Linked DNA regions of Pan troglodytes: region 2 is linked to region 1. The links are chromatin contacts, called in public capture Hi-C maps. All regions are on one chromosome and are shown on one strand. Each heading gives the region's core, a stretch centred on a gene start, on an enhancer-like site or on the middle of the called end of the contact. The rest is flanking DNA. Distances are from core to core; before and after follow the strand shown.

Region 1 (3,112 bases), core at 268-2,767:
GCCTCCACCCTCTTCTAATCTCAGTCAAAAGTTAAAGCTCCTTAGGAGCAAATGTTTTTAAGAAGTTCAATGTCTCCATTCAACAGAATTGAGGTTGCACTGCATTACAAATGATATTAACCGTTCTCTGTACCCTAGTCTCTTATTCTGCAAAGTATGGATGATGGTAATAATTAATGTCTACCTTGCAGGATTCAAGAGAATCAAAAGAGTTAATATTTATGAAGCATTTAGAATACTTCCTGAAATACTTAGGTATGAAACATTTAGAATATTAGCCTGAAATATAATTGTGATTACTTTTGCACCAAGCTAATAGTAAGTTCTGTGTAAGTTAGTACCTCTTCCATTGAATTCTTCAATATTAAGATCTTTAAAACCCCCCAGTGCCATAGCACTATCAGTTACTTAAACAGCCATCAGTTACTGCTCCCTGCCCTTTTGGTCCTTATGCAAACACAAACGATTCACTTTCAAAGCTCAGAAGCTTCCAGAGGGTAGATTTTCAGCTTCATGCAGCTGTATAATTTACACACGCTACCAGTGACAGTAACAGCCTGACAGACAGATGACAATGGGTCTGTCTAGTGGCACTGGAGGCTGGAAATCCTGAACCCTGTGCTGTACTTGAACACATTTGCCCAGGGAAAGATTCCCCAAGGGACAAGTACATCAATCTCGTATGACTCTTGGTTCTTCAAAAAAAGTCAATTAAAATTTTTCAAGGCCAGTACAGTAAACAGTGCTCTGTGTGATGCTCACACCTGTGCATGAGGGAGCAGGATGTGGGTAACACGAAGTCAACAGCACAGACTCACCTGGCATCTTCTGGGGACTCTGCAATCAGGTGGAAAGTCCTATCAGCCATAATGATGTCGATCCCATTCTCCTTGGTGGTGTTATCTATGATCTCTCTGCAAAGGAGCAAAAGCAACAAACGCACATCAGGAACACCAAATTCTGAATAACTGAGGAAAGCAATTAATGAAGCCAATGACTAGAGTTGGGAACTGTCTGTTACTGAAGAAACGGTACACAGTTGGCTCTCCATATCTGCGAGTTCAGGATTTGTGGGTTCTGCACCTGTGGATTCAACCAGCAGCAGATCAAAAATAAAAATCCAATTTAAAAAATAATAATACTACAAATTAAAAAACAATACAGTGTAACTACTATTCACAATGCATTTGCATCATACTAGCTATTGTAAGTAATCTAGAGACGATTTGAAGCATGTGGGAGAATATGCATAGGTTACATGCAATGACTACATCCTTTTATAGCAGGAACTCGAGCATCTGGGGATTTTGGTGGCTGCAGTGGGGTGGGGAGTGGGGTGGTGGTTCTGGAACCCATCACCAAAAGACATGGAGGGACCTGCAATGGTTTTCCTTTCAGCAATGATGAAGATACCCTCTAGAGGGAGCCAGTCTCATCTCTGCTGCCCAGGGAGGAGGCTGCTGGTGTGGCCAGGGATAGCAGGGTTCCCCTGACTTCTCTAGGGTAGAGGCTCTCTCCCCTCACACTGGTCCGCCCAATGCCCACCCCTGCTCAGGACCCAGACAGGCCTGGGGCAGCAGCCCCTACTCCTGCCTGCAACTTCCTTTGGATCCTTTCTCAAATCTACAAAAGCCAACCTTGGCCTGGTGTGAGCTCTTTCCCTAATTCATCACAGCTCTCTCCCAGCTTAAGGCCAGGGCATCTGCGTCTGAATTCTGCTTGAGATGTGCACATTATTTCCATCAGGGGTGCTGGCAGTGAGGCGCAGGATTTGGGTGTGTCTGGTCTCAATACCGTCTTGATCTCATCTGCAACCCTCCCTAAACAACACTAGAGAAATAAAATTGGTGAACCAAGTTAACAAAATCAGGGTAAAACAGCAGCAGATGTTAAGATCGGACCAGAGATAGTAATACGTTTGATGAAGAAGGGTTTGGGGCATAAAGCCAGCTTGCTCTGATAACTAAAGAAGTGCAAATGTTCGGCCGGGCGTGGTGGCTCACGCCTGTAATCCCAGCACTTTGGGAGGCTGAGGCGGGCGGATCACAAGGTCAGGAGATCGAGACCATCCTGGCTAACACGGTGAAACCCCATCTCTACTAAAAATACAAAAAATTAGCTGGGCGAGGTGGCGGGTGCCTGTACTTCCAGCTACTCGGGAGGATGAGGCAGGAGAATGGCGTGAACCCAGGAGGTGGAGCTTGCAGTGAGCTGAGATCACGCCACTGCACTCCAACCTGGGCGAAAGAGTGAGACTCCGTCTCAAAAAAAAAAAAAAAAAAGTACAAATGTTCACAATAAAACATGTATTTTACAGCAACAAAACTAAAATAGTCTGGTTAGAAAATAAGTATTGTCTGACCTCATAACTAGAATGACTGAGATGAAATATTAAAAAAAAAATCAAGATCAGGGCCGGGCGTGGCGGCTCACGCCTATAATCCCAGCACTTTGGGAGGATGAGGCAGGCGGATCACTTCAGGTCAGGAGTTTGAGACCAGCCTGGCCAACATGGTGAAATCCCGTCTCTACTAAAAATACAAAAATTAGCCAAGCATGGTAGTGCACACCTGTAGTCCCAGCTACTCGGGAGGCTGAGGCAGGAGAATCGCTTGAACCCTGGAGGCAGAGTGCCACTGCACTCCAGCCTCAGTGACAGAGCGAGACTCTGTCTCAAAAAAAAAAAAAAAATCAAGATCAGAACTACTGCTGACATCACAAGAGGACAACCAGCTACTCTAAGCCTTCTCAACAGAAATCAATACCAACACAAGTGAAGCACTCTTAAACAGAAAGAAAACCTGAACTCGATCACTCTCTAGGTCTAATGACCAATTCACAAGAAATAAATGAGAAAGAGAAACACGTTCAAACACGTGCCCATATAGGGTTGGTGAAATCTAGAAACCATGGGATAAGCGAGCTAACATGTTCCATGACAAACAGCAAGTGAAAGAAAGGCAGAGGGGGCATCTATACACTAAAAGAGACTTGAGTGATCTAAAAACCAGTGACAACATCTAGACCTCATTTGGATTCTGACTTGAAGAAAGTAACTATAAAACCAACCCAAACCAACAAGAACACTACCACCTCCACTTATAAGGAAACT
Region 2 (3,112 bases), core at 174-2,673, 69 kb after region 1:
CAGTGAGGCACACACACCCATTATTAGGTGCAAGATTATTGTAATTAATGGTGCCCTTTCCCAATGATAATTCAAAGTAATACACCCTAGGCCTGGAAGAACTAAGACAGCTTCCAAAGATTTCAAACCAACCACTGCCAAAGAGCTTTAGGCACTGAAAACACGTGGCAGTGTCAGAGACCAGAGTCTTGCAGAGAAGGGGACTGGCATGACAGTGACAAAGGGTGGAATCCCACTTAGGAGCTCTGTGCTTTCTGGAATGCCATCTAAGCCTCTGTAGCCTCGGTCTCCTCACTTGCAAAAGTGAGTTATTAGTTTTGCCATCTTGCAGTGTTGCAAAGATTGAAGCAGTTAACGGATGGAAAGGCGCTCCTGTGGAACACTAATTACAGGGTGAGGCAGGCAATGGTTCAAATCCTGTCTCCCCACTTCCCAGCTGTGTTGCTTGGGCAAGATGTCTCATCTCTCTCTAAGCCTCAGTTTTTTCATCTGGAAAATGGAGATAATTTTTGAATTTATCCCCTAATGCCAGGTGAGAATGAAAGGAGAACATGCATGTAAAAGGCAGAAAGCATGCTACCTGGCATATCATATATATTGATATTAGCTATTATTTAAAAAGTTCTGTAAAATCCATTGCTACTATTAACAAGGTAAAAGTGAAAAGCTTCCCAATAATTTTTTTATTTTTTAGACAGAGTTTCGCTCTTTCACCCGGGCTGGAGTGCAGTGTTGCGATCTCGGCTCACTGCAACCTCTGCCTCCCGGGTTCAAGCGACTCTCCTGCTTCAGCCTTCTGAGTAGCTGGGATTATAGGCGCCTGCCATCACGCCTGGCTAATTTTTATGTTTTGTAGTAGAGACAGGGTTTCACCATGTTGGCCAGGCTGGTCTTGAACTCCTGACCTCAGGTGATCCACCCGCCTCGGCCTCCCAAAGTGTTAGGATTATAGGTGTGAGCCCCCACGCCCGCCCAGCCTTCAATAATTTTTAAATCTTCCTTGCATGGAAGGTATCATGGGCTATGGAGCTGGCGGGGTTGGTGGCTTCACTGTCACAAGGACAGTCAGGGAAGACTTCTGAGCATCTGCCTCCCCACAAGCGGCAATATTAGAGCTTTCCCTGGTCACTTCTTGCTTTGCCTCAACCTTTTTCATTTTTGTTCTCGGGTGCTCTTTAATGCTCACTCTTTTAAGTTCTCTAACTGTGCTTTGAGCTCTTTGGAGAGAAGCTTTGGTTCCATTAAAATGTCACAGATGTCAAAGGTGAAAGAGAGTGAAGCAAGCGAACAGCCCCAGCTCCTCAGTTTGCAAGGGGAAACCTGGGGTCGAGACAGGAAGTTCTTTACACCACTCACAAAACTGCTTCACGCTGGCACAGAGGCAGCTGGCGAAACTCCACCTCGCTGGTCTCCAGGCCTGCGATCTTTTCACTACGACAAACTGCCTCTACTTAACATCAGTACAGGGCTTTTATTTAAACGTATCGCATTAAACTAAGAAATTGCTTCGACAGCATGCTATGGTGTTTTTTAAACACCCATCATTTTTACAGGTCTGAAAACTCACCTAAAAATAAAATAGCTAACAATGTTGTATATAGTGAATCCTCACATAGAAGAGTTAAAATAAGTTTGGAGATCAAATGTTTCAAATTCTGAGTTTCTAGGCTGATACTACCTTATATGGGCTCCCTTTGTCCCAATTCATTTCTATCTAAGTGACAGGTGGCCATCTAGTATTTACATTTCTAAAAGTATTACAGCTTTTAAACTTTTTTGTTACTTTCCTTCCTTAGATATTAAAAATGTGTTTTTGTTACAGATTCCCACCAGATCCAACACAGGTGCTGAAAGCTTTCAGGAAAGGGTTTTTTCCCTAAACTCTTTCTCTCTTACAAAGCCTCCTAAAAATAGTACACTTCCGCCGGGCATGGTGGCTCACGCCTGTAATCCCAGCACTTTGGGAGGTCGAGGTGGGCAGATCACGAGGTCAGGAGATGGAGACCATCCTGGGTGACATGGCGAAACCCTGTCTCTACTAAAAATACAAAAAAAAAAAAAAAAAAAAAAAATTGCCAGGCATGGTGGCGGGTGCCTGTAGTCCCAGCTACTCGGGAGGCTGAGGCAGGAGAATGGCGTCAACCTGGGAGGTGGAGGTTGCAGTGAGCCGAGATTGCGCCACTGCACTCCAGTCTGGGTGACAGAACGAGACCCTGTCTCCAAAAAAAAAAAAAAAAAAAAAAAAGGACATTTCCTGGTCTAATGCATACAAATATACAAATAGCTTATCACTGCAAGTTTCTGTGTGTTTTCTTTATTGATTTAATGGTGTAAATTTATAATTCATGAACAAATAAATGAATATGTAATAAATTTATAATTATAGCTGAATTAAGGCATTTATTTTACTAACTAGAGACATAGGAGTCCTATAAAACCAAGGCTGAAATCAGCTTAACCACGCAGCTCTAAGCTCCCTGTGAAGAAAGCAGACCACACTGCTTAAGATATTAAGGTTCTCAAGCCAACCAGACCAGATCAAAACTGGACTCGATGGCTCACTGGTTACCAGTTGAGAGGTCTTGGGGAAGTCACTTAACAGCTTTAACTGCTTCAAGACTCGGTTTCCTCATCTGCATAAGAGGATTAATAACAGTATGTTACTTATACCTCTGTGGTTGGTTTATTTCAGTACCTCACTAAACGGCAGTCATTGCTTATATTATTATTATTATTTATTAATTAATTTATTTATTTATTTATTTTGAGACAGAGTTTCACTCTTGTCACCCAGGCTGGACTGCAATGGCACAATCTTGGGTCACTGCAACCTCCACCTCCCAGGTTAAAGCGATTCTCCTGTTTCAGCCTCCCAAGTAGCTGGGATTACAGGTGCCTGCCACCATGCTTGGCTAATTTTTGTATTTTCAGTAGAGATGGGTTTTCACTATGTTGGCCAGGCTGGTCTCAAACTCCTGACCTCAGGTGATTTGCCCACCTCGGCATCCCAAAGTGCTGGGATTACAGGCGTGAGCCACCATGCCCGACCTTGCTTGTATTATTGTTATACTTTTGAGTTACTTCATTGATGAAGTATTACCTGGGAAAAACA

What was found. Capture Hi-C pulls out chosen DNA fragments and counts their contacts.
Region 2: a contact with region 1 is called in a capture Hi-C map of stem cell-derived neural stem cells, with 2.9 times the contacts expected there. The contact joins two enhancer-like sites. A contact is called at or near these places in 2 of 7 Hi-C or Micro-C datasets (induced pluripotent stem cells and stem cell-derived neural progenitor cells) and 1 of 1 other capture datasets (stem cell-derived neural stem cells).

Annotation. Positions count from the first base shown.
Region 1 is chr4:17,340,189-17,343,300 of NHGRI_mPanTro3-v2.0_pri, forward strand. MYO10 (myosin X) reads right to left here. Exons shown (of 41, transcript XM_001175408.8): 28 at 819-914. Among named protein-coding and RNA genes, the nearest start is that of RETREG1, 74 kb to the left of the region's middle. Within about 2 kb of position 1,518, at least 6 of the 24 cell types and tissues checked have an H3K27ac peak or open chromatin away from gene starts, as enhancers often do. A contact at or near this core is called in stem cell-derived neural stem cells, where this site is marked.
Region 2 is chr4:17,409,183-17,412,294 of NHGRI_mPanTro3-v2.0_pri, forward strand. The region is part of intron 17 of MYO10 (myosin X); the gene reads right to left. Among named protein-coding and RNA genes, the nearest start is that of RETREG1, 140 kb to the left of the region's middle. Within about 2 kb of position 1,424, at least 2 of the 24 cell types and tissues checked have an H3K27ac peak or open chromatin away from gene starts, as enhancers often do. A contact at or near this core is called in stem cell-derived neural stem cells, where this site is marked.